Linked DNA regions of Mus musculus: all the other regions are linked to region 1. Evidence: chromatin contacts called from public promoter capture Hi-C data. All regions are on one chromosome and are shown on one strand. The core of a region is the stretch at or near the end of the contact, and the rest is flanking DNA. Distances in the headings are between cores, read along the strand shown. Region 1 holds the start of Nudt7 (nudix (nucleoside diphosphate linked moiety X)-type motif 7). Region 2 holds the start of Kars (lysyl-tRNA synthetase). Region 3 holds the start of Tmem231 (transmembrane protein 231).

Region 1 (3,066 bases), core at 169-2,668:
TGAATTATATTTTTTTACTATACTGATGTAGGGATGAATTCAGTTTTTGACTCATTCTTATATATTACTTAATTTTACATTCAATTTCTTTGAATTTTAAGAGAAGAAAAGAAAAATAAAAAAGAAGTAGAAGACATGAATTGGGGAGGCAGATGTGGTTGGGGGTTCTGGGAGGAAAATGGAGGGGTATGGAAGGTGGGTGTTATTGTAATCACTTACAATAGATACATTGTACTCATGTGTGACATTAGGGAAGGATATATGAATTGTAAAGCCCATCATTAAGTTTGTGTGTCAGACACTATGCCAGTCTTTGGAGAAGCCTGCCTTGCTCCCCTCTCCCCCCCCCCCCCCAGTCTCAGTTCCGGCCAGCCTCCCCGCTCAGCTCACACTCTCTCTCAGCTCTGTGTGAGGTGATGGAGCTCTCCCATTGCTAGGCAGTTCATCCCTGAAAACAGGTGCAGGTGTCAGACAGCAGCATCTACCTACACTGGGGACCTGCCACCCTCCTGGGACTTAGTAGGTGTGTGCTTCTGGGCAGTCTGCATTGCAGCAGGACACTGGAGACATTGATACTGGGGTGGGGGTGGAGGTGTGGAGAGCTACATGTTAGACACTCTCTTTTGGCCAGGAGTGAGGAGCTCGGCCTGGTTTTCCAAGCCCCCAACTCTCCACCCAGCCTCCTTTTCCCCTCCCAGCCTCTGAGCCTACCTACCTGAGTTTCATTCCTGGAACTCACAGGGTGGAAGGAGAGAACTGGCTCCTGAAAGTTGTCCTCTGATCTTCATACATATTCTGTAGCACACACACACACACACACACACACACACACACACACACACACACGCACGCACACACGCGCGCGCACACACACACACACACACACACACACACACACACGCGCGCACACACACACACACACACACACACACACTAGTAAATAAAATGTTTTGTTTTTGGTTTTTGGTTTTCGTTTTTGTTTGGTTTTTCAAGACACGGTGTTTCTCTATGTAACAGTCCTGGCTGTCCCAGAACTCACTTTGTAGACCAGGCTGCCCTGGAACTCAAGAGTAATCTGCCTGCCCCTACCTCCCAAGTGCTGGGATTAAAGGCATGTACCACCATGCCCGGCAAGCGTAATTAATTTTTAATTTTTTAAAATTAAGTACTTTTTACAACTGCTTATTGCAAATTTTCTCACATGCTCCATGGTTTTGAAGAAGCCCACGCTACTAGACAGCAATCTTTTTTTTTTTTTTTTTTTTTTAGTGTATTCAACACTTTAAATCCGGTCAGCACCACCTTCGGACCTAACTCCGCCCCGAACACGCCCTACCTATAGGCCCCGCCCCTAGCACTTCGGGCGTCTTTGAAGGGCCCCGCCCTCAGCCTCTCCTCCCTGAAAAGTCCCCGCCCTCATTCCTAGCTGGGGCTACTAAGCGCATGCGCGTCAGAACTATTTGCTTCCCGAAGTCTCCTGCTGCTAGTAAGAGGAAGTACTGCAGGGCTGATGTCGCGACCTTGTGGACTCCCGGAGCCTGTCAGGTAAAGCTCTCCGGCTCCAAGCACCGGAGCCTGACCAAGCCGGGCTCTGATCATTGCACAGGCCCTATCTATCCACCCTGCAGTTCAGGCTCCTCAGGGCTCCCCTCCAGCCGGAACTTTGCTCTTCTGCTCCTGGGGACAGAGTTGGGGTTTTCACCTAACAAGATTCACACACGCGCAGGCGTGTCCTCATCTCCCAGGGTCACAGCGTTTCCCTTTTGCCAATCCGAGTCACTCTTCAGGAACCCCCACAGCGGAACCTCAGAACCCCAACATGGCCAGACAGTTATGCATCAGCCAAACAGAGTTCAAGTTCCTGGGTGGCTTCTTCCACCCATAACCGAGGTTCTTGCTCAAGGCATTGCTGCTCCCAGCCTGGCCTCAGTACTACAAGGCTGTTCTGAGAACTCAACACAGAATGGGCCAGCCCTGCTCCTATTTTGATGGTATTGTCTCGACACAATTAGACTTTTATTTTCCTGCTGCCTCTGGGCAGTTCTAGGGGTTGTTTAAAAGCCTTCTTCCTCTTTGGCTGGCTAATTGTCTTTTCTGGACAGAGGCCTGTGAGTATCAGCTGTACTGTGTGCCAGCTTTCATTGGCCCTTTCCAGGACATTTGATTGGTTTGCAGCCAGCTCTCTGTCACATGGATGGGATGGGGCTTGTGGGGGGGGGGGGCGGTGTTTGAGAATAAGCAAACCCCTCTAACCAAAGGCTTGTTAAGGATGCGCTAGTGATTAACACTCACAGCTCAGGGCCACCTTGTTCATGAACTGGCCACTTTACCTGCACGGCTACCCTCGAGCAAGTTACAGATGAGGACTTCTCGAGGCTCCAGGAGATGATGGGTAGCCCAGGCTGATCTCAAACTTTCGGTAGTCGTTCTGCCTCAGCTTCTCCAAGCACTAGGAGGTTGCAGGTGTGAGCTAGTTACCGCACCCGGCTCCACCCAGCTTTTGAGATGGAATGAGTTCTGGCTGACCTAAACATCTGGTTTTGCACAGTCATACTGCGGAATAGTGAGAACTAATGTTACACTTTCTACAGCCACTGTGACAAAGTCCTACCAACTGGATGACTTGAGGAATAGCAATTAGCCTCTCTTGGGTCTGAAGGACCCATAATCAGGTCTGAAGTCCATAATCAAGGTATTAGCAGGCACACAATCAGAAGTCTCTGGGGATGTTCCATTGCCCCTTCCAGCTTCTGGTAACTTTCGATCATCCTTGGCTTATAGCAGCAGATTTTGGGTCCCCATTCCCATCTGTCTGTCTGTCTGTCTGTCTCTCTGTGTGTGTGTGTGTGTGTGTGTGTGTGTGTGTGTGTGTGTGTGTGTGTACATCTATGTCTATAGCCTCTTCCTTCAAAGACACCTGTTGTTGGATTGGGAGTTCTCCCTACATTCAGGATGGTGCAATCTCAAGAGCCTTAACTACTTACATCTGCAAAGAACCCATTTCTGAATAACACCACATTCTCAGGCTCTATGTTGACATGAATAAGGTGGTCACTGTCACACACC
Region 2 (3,311 bases), core at 589-3,088, 2.1 Mb before region 1:
GTCTAGGGCAGCCTGTGAGTTCTACACAGGGAAACCCTGTCTTATAAAAACAAAAAACAAACAAAACTACCTGATTTCATTAGGCAACCGAGGATCACAGATTTGGTATAGACTTCCCTTCAGATATCTGTCCCAGTGCTTCAGAGCAATGCTAGGAAGCACACGAGGAACATATATTTTCATTAGCAGTACCCCGGAAATCAAGAGCCTTGTGCATGGAAGCAGCCATTAAGCCACACCCACAACCGCTGGGAACTCCCATTTTCTCATAAACCCAGGGCCGTAGTTTCTGACTTGGAAATGTGGGCATGAACATTTCTCTTGCAAGATTACTACTGAGATTAGACAAAGTTTGTATAGTGCCAGCGTGGTGTTTAACGGGTAAATTAAAGTCAAAGGTATATTTAAGAAAAGTAACTTGAGGGCTGGGTGTGGTGGTGCACACCTTTGATCCCAGCACTAGGGAGGCAGAGGCAGGCAGATTTCTGAGCTCGAGGCCAGCCTGGTCTACAAAGTGAGTTCCAGGACAGCCAGGGCGCCAGGGCTACACAGAGAAATCCTGTCTCGAAAAACCAAAAAAAAAAAGAAAAGAAAGAAAGAAAAGTGACTTGAAAGCAGCAGTAAGGCTTCCTTAAATTACCTGAAAACTGAGGTACTTTCTTTCGCTTGTGACTCAAAATTCCAACTACTGATTTAATAAACTCACCCATCCTCCGCTAAGGAATCCACTAAACTGCTCACACAAAGGACAACCAACCAGGGAGCCTGCAACCCATAAATTTAAACATTTTCTTTAAAATCCTTCTAAACCACACAAAGCAGAAACACAGCCATAAAAAGGAAACCCAGTTATTATCTAGAAGGTTTCTGGTATTTCCCTCGGGGATCAATAAGGGGATTTATTTATTGCTAGGGTACTAACGAAAGCAGCCATGGTATGTGACAGCTTAAACTAGTTATTTCCTACAGCTTTGGAGGGTACTATGTAGTTCCAGGCACTAAGAAGACATTCAAGTCATTGCTAGTGTTCTGTGGGTCAAGTGGACTAGAGTGTAGTCCTAAAAGCAACCAGTTAAAGGGAGGGTAATCTTATCTGCCTACTCAATTCTGGGATTTGGAGTGTTTTACAAAGATACCCCCAGCAGTGCAAAGGGAGCCTGGTGTATCCCGCTAAATAAGGCCACTTGCTCCCGTGTCACAGATCCTTTGAGTGACACATATGGGTAGGTACACTATTGTTTCAGAACGTACCCCCTTTTAACACCCAAGGTGCAGAATAACCTTGGATAGGCCAAGGATAATGTAAAGGTTCTTCTTTTAAGAACAAAGATATTTAACCATTTTCCAGTCTATCCGTTGGGGGAGTGGTTCAATTAAAAGAGCATTTCTTAGAAGGTAGGGAAAAGTTAGTTTCACTTTTCTTTGCTACCATTCCCGGTTTCTGTGCTGGCTTTCCCTAGGTATGCTCGTCCCTACGGCTAGGACCAGGGAACCCATCAGCCACGCAGTTGATCCTCCTGGGGCATCCTGGAGGCTGTAGGTTCTACGGCACTGCATCTCTGTCCCAGCATGTGCTCACCCACCGGAAAAGACAAGAGGGACCCCAGGCACAGTCGCCTTGGCGGGAAAACTCCAGGCACTTCCCATCGGAACACTGCAACAAGAGACACTTAGAGATCTTCAACGACACTTACTTCTTGCTTAGTTTCTGCTCGCCATCCACTTTGACTTCACTCTCCTGCAGCGTGGCCATCTTCCCCACTGGCCCGACCCAGAAAAAAAAAAATTATGACTAGCGTAGAACTAGAACTTCCAGGTCGTGGCTCTAAGTCCTGCCTCTTCCGGGAAAGAGGGCGGGCCCTCGGCCGGACTCTCGCTGCGCAGGCGCAGTGCTGGGCTCCTCCGGCGGAGAGTCCGTCTTAGTGGTGTCGTTTCTGCGCTTTACTTGTACAGCGGGGCGACAGGTATGGCGGAGGCGATGGATCTGGGTAAAGACCCCAATGGGCCCACTCACTCCTCCACTCTGTTCGTGAGAGAAGACGGCAGCGCCATGTCGTTTTACGTGCGGCCCAGCTCGGCCAAGCGCCGGCTGTCGACGCTCATCCTGCACGGCGGCGGCACCGTGTGTCGGGTGCAGGAACCCGGAGCCGTGCTTCTCGCCCAGCCCGGGGAGGCGCTGGCCGAGGCTTCGGGCGACTTCATCTCCACGCAGTACATCCTAGACTGCGTGGATCGCAACGAGAAGCTGGACCTGGAGGCCTATCGGCTGGGCCTGACGGAGCAGGCGTCCGATCCGAAGCCCGGGGCTTCCACCGAGGGCTCCACGGAACCGGAGCCGCAGCCCCTGACCGGGCGCATCGCCTACACCGACGCGGAAGATGTGGCCATCCTGACCTACGTGAAGGAGAACGCCCGTTCGCCCAGCTCGGTCACAGGCAATGCCTTGTGGAAAGCGATGGAGAAGAGCTCGCTCACGCAGCACTCCTGGCAGTCGCTCAAGGACCGCTACCTCAAGCACCTACGGGGTCAGGAGCACAAGTACCTGCTCGGGAACGCCCCGGTCAGCCCGTCCTCCCAGAAGCTCAAACGGAAGGCGGAGCAGGACCCCGAGGCCGCGGATAGCGGAGGTGAGGCCGGCACCTTCGGGGCTCCGGGGGGCGGGGCTGCCTGCCTGTCAGCGAGCGTCTTTTTGGGCGCCGTGGGTGGCATAGCTCAGCCCCTCTTCTCTGTTGAGGTCCGAAGCGAAAGTGCACCGTTTCCTCTTATCCCTTGTTTTCTGGTTTTAATTTGTCTTTTCATTTAACTTTTCCTTCCCGTTGACTGGATGTTTGTTCGTTGATGGATTTGGGTTTGGGAGGGCGGGGAACTTGAGTCTCTTCGCTGTGTCGCCCAGGCTGTCCCCAAACTCTATGCCTGAAATATTCTCCTGCCTTCGGAGTGACTGAGACTACGGAACAGTAACTAGTTTACAAAAACGGCTCTGTGTTCAAAAGGAACACAGTACAGTATATATGGAAATCTTCTACCCTTCCTACCCACCATACCCAGGAGGTAACAGGGTAACCTGTTTCTGTTTTCAGAAATTTCAAAGATATTTTCCCTTCCCCCTTTTTCCTTCCTTCCTTCCTCCTCTCCTTTTCTCCTTTTCCTCCACCTCTTCTTGCGCCTCCTCCTCCTCCTCCTCCTCTTCTTCTCATCCTCCATCTTTTTTATTTGAGAAAAGGCCCCTGGCCGTTCATTTTAAGATATTGCCTATATTCTGGTCTTACTCAATATAAACTATGTGAATGGCATGGCAGGTCAGTTTACTT
Region 3 (3,137 bases), core at 24-2,523, 2.2 Mb before region 1:
ATCACTCTGCCCATGTCATTATATGAACGGCAAGGGATGACCGTAAGGAAGCACTTGATTTATGCGAAAGTAAACACTAAACTGCAGCCAGTAAAATGTTTCCCTTACACAGGAGACAGCTGCAGTGTGGCAAAGAGTTGAGAAGCCTAACCCAGACAGGCGTGGCTTGGCTAGAGCAGGACCTGAGAATTCAACCAATCACCGCTTGCCCCGCCCTACCCCGCATCAAGTCTGCATAAAAACACTGGTACTTTCTGTCTTTACAGCTTGGTGATGTTCAAACTCAGCAGCGTACTGGGGTGTACAGAACTCCGCCTACAAGCCCTCAAAGGGGTTTTTTCTTCAGCCACCTTTCCATTCAGAAAATGACCAGCACCAGAAACAGGCTCTGGACTCTTGTTGTCCGGCAAACACAGTGCCTGCACGGCTGCCTTTCTAGGGAAACCTGGAGAAACTGAATAAAACTATCTAGAAAGTTAAGCATGCGCAGGCCAAAGGGACTTTTGTTTCCAACCCTCGTGGCTCCTTAAGATCCAAGCTGTGGGACTGAGAGTGGCTCAGTGGTTAAGTCCTTGCATGCAAGCACAAAGCCTTGGGTTTGATTCCCAGCACCCCATATACCCCAGCAGGGCGTTGCATAGCGAATCCCCGGCACTGGGAAGGTGAAGGCCGAGTATCAGTTGTTGAAAGACGACTTTGGCTATATAGTTTAAGGCAAGCCTGGGATACACGAGACTCTGCTCTCACACCCGGTCAAATGACCCAAACTGGGATCTCACTCCATCCTATCACCCCCAGGATCCGGGCGGGAACCACGCACCGACACGAGCGGGACGCGCAGGTGAGCCCCCTGCAGCCGGTTGAAGGTGGGGAACGTGCTCCAGGCGAGGAAGGCTTCAGGCTCCGGCCCCAGGAGAGCCACGAGCAGCACTTGGTGCTGGAAGCGCACGTTCGGCTGCTCCTCGTAGCTGCTCCGCTTCAGCCAAAACCCTGCGGGAGACAAGGCGGGTTGGGGGGAGCCAGGTTAGGATTGCCGGCCTGGGCCCGCCGGCCGCGCCGTGTGGCCCTCCAGGCCCGGGCAGGCTCACCGTGGCTCCGGAAGGCCACCAGCAGCGGGGGGATGTAGGTGAGCGCGGTGGTCAACAGCAGGAAGAGCGCGGCCTTGGAGCAGAGCCCCGCGCGGTAAGCGCGCTCGATTGGGTGAGAGAAGAGATGGTACAGCGCCATGAGCGCAGGGCCGCAGCGCCGAGTCTCCACGGCAACCGACGGCGGGCAGAGGAACCAATAGCAGGCATGCAGGCCTCTAGAAGGGGGTGGAGCTAGCAGGAGGAGGGTCCTGTGTTAGTGCTGTGCCTGCGCGTCTCTTCAAGAAGGCAACTGTATGGGCTGGTGAGATGGCTCAGCCGGTAAGAGCGCTGACTGCTCTTCCAAAGGTCCTGAGTCAAATCCCAGCAACCACATGGTGGCTCACAACCATCCATAATGAGATCTGACGCCCTCTTCCGGAATGTCTGAAGACAGCTACAGTGGTGTACTTACATATAATAAATAAATCTTAAAAAAAAAAAAAAGAAAGCAACTGTAATGATATTTTCACTCACCAAAGTCTGTGTCAATTGTACAAAATCAGACGTGCATAGATGTTGACATCACCCCATAGATCATCTATTAACTCATGACATAAGGATGGTTGATGTAGCTTAGTTGGTAGAGGGCTAGCCTACTATACAGGAAGCCCTGAGTTCATCTCCAGCACTTCATTAAACCAGGCACCTTGGCCCACATCTGTAACACTAACAACTCTTCAGGTGAAGACAGAAGGATCAGAAGTCCAAGGTCATCTTTAGCTACATTGTGAGTTTGAGACCAGCCAGAGATACTGGAGACTTTGTTTCAATGCAAAAACTCCATTGAGGTTCATACTGAAGTCGGGACATTCCTATAACAAGGCCACCGTCCTAGAACCAGGTACTTTTGTCTTCAAGGTTAATGCTTTCACTATGCCCCATAGCAGGAAAGATAGAAAACAGGAAACAAACCCCCTGATTATTTAAAGGTTAGAACAAAAACAAAAAATAAAAGGCCGGGCGTAGTGGTGCACGCCTTTAATCCCAGCACTCAGGAGGCAGAGGCAGGCGGATTTCTGAGTTTGAGGCCAGCCTGGTCTACAAAGTGAGTTTCAGAACAGCCGGGGCTACACAGAGAAACCCTGTCTCGGAAAAAAAAAAAAAAAAAAAAAGGTTAAAGGGTATTTTACTAAATGGCTCCTTCTGTTGTACTTTGTTAGCTATAAACACTGATACTGTCTTCCCCAAAGTTAGCATTAGCTGATCACTTAGGTAAATACTAACACCAATATCTTAACATGGAAGACAGATTTTTACCTGTTTGGAAGTAGGGTCTTACTATGTAGCCTGTGCTGGCCCTCAATTCTCCTTTCTCCAGGTCCTCTGCAAGAACAATCGGTGCTCTTAACAATTGGGTCATCTCTCCAGCTCCCACCATCTATCTTAATTCTGGAAAGGCTGTCCTCTGACCTCTACATGCCTGTCATGGTGCTCATCTGCATCTATGCACAAATAATGAATAAGTAAATGTAGTGTAACATGTAAGTAAGCTGGAGAGGCCGGTTTTCCAGAGGATCAAGGTTTGACTTTCAGCACCCACACAGGGGCTCAGAGCCAACTGTAACTCCAGTCCTAGGGGATCCAACAGCTTCTGTGGGCACTGCAGACACATGGTCCATAGACACACACGCAGGCAAAACACCCAAACACATGTAGTTAAAATAAAGGTGTTGGCACACAGCTTTGATCCCAGTGTTTAGGAGACAGAGGCAGTCAGATCTCTGAGTTCTAGGCCAGCCTGGTCTACAGAGTGACTTCCAGGACAGCCAAGGCTACAATGAAAAACCTTGTCTCAAAAAATAAATAATAATAATAATAGGAAATATAAATGTATTTTTAAATTAAAAAATAAAAACTGTGCTTAAATAACCGTTTTGGAATGGCTGAATGTAATGTAGATTCTTTGTGGTGGTTGTTCTCTGAGTAAGAGAATGTTTGCCTCCAAAGAGTCGACAGAAGGAAACATACACTGTCGCTAAGTCACCGGTGAGACAGGGAGGTGACTGTTAC

The links. Promoter capture Hi-C pulls out the DNA fragments that hold promoters and counts their contacts.
Region 2: a promoter capture Hi-C map of pre-B cells shows a contact between it and region 1, with 5 times the contacts expected there. The contact joins the promoter of Kars here to the promoter of Nudt7 in region 1. A contact is called at or near these places in 2 of 39 promoter capture datasets (the C10 cell line and pre-B cells), 2 of 115 datasets of contacts at active chromatin or transcription factors (astrocytes and large pre-B cells) and 2 of 9 other capture datasets (adipose tissue and liver).
Region 3: a promoter capture Hi-C map of pre-B cells shows a contact between it and region 1, with 4 times the contacts expected there. The contact joins the promoter of Tmem231 here to the promoter of Nudt7 in region 1. A contact is called at or near these places in 1 of 39 promoter capture datasets (pre-B cells), 2 of 484 Hi-C or Micro-C datasets (B cells and regulatory T cells) and 2 of 115 datasets of contacts at active chromatin or transcription factors (astrocytes and pro-B cells).

The regions. Positions count from the first base shown.
Region 1 is chr8:114,132,156-114,135,221 of GRCm38.p6, forward strand. Nudt7 (nudix (nucleoside diphosphate linked moiety X)-type motif 7) reads left to right here and starts at 1,419. Exons shown (of 4, transcript NM_024437.4): 1 at 1,419-1,545. The coding sequence starts at 1,511.
Region 2 is chr8:112,009,516-112,012,826 of GRCm38.p6, forward strand. It overlaps Kars (lysyl-tRNA synthetase), which reads right to left and starts at 1,839. Exons shown (of 14, transcript NM_053092.3): 1 at 1,695-1,839. The coding sequence starts at 1,753. It overlaps Terf2ip (telomeric repeat binding factor 2, interacting protein), which reads left to right and starts at 1,844. Exons shown (of 3, transcript NM_020584.2): 1 at 1,844-2,627. The coding sequence starts at 1,967.
Region 3 is chr8:111,932,540-111,935,676 of GRCm38.p6, forward strand. It overlaps Tmem231 (transmembrane protein 231), which reads right to left and starts at 1,274. Exons shown (of 7, transcript NM_001033321.2): 1 at 1,089-1,274; 2 at 821-990. The coding sequence starts at 1,227.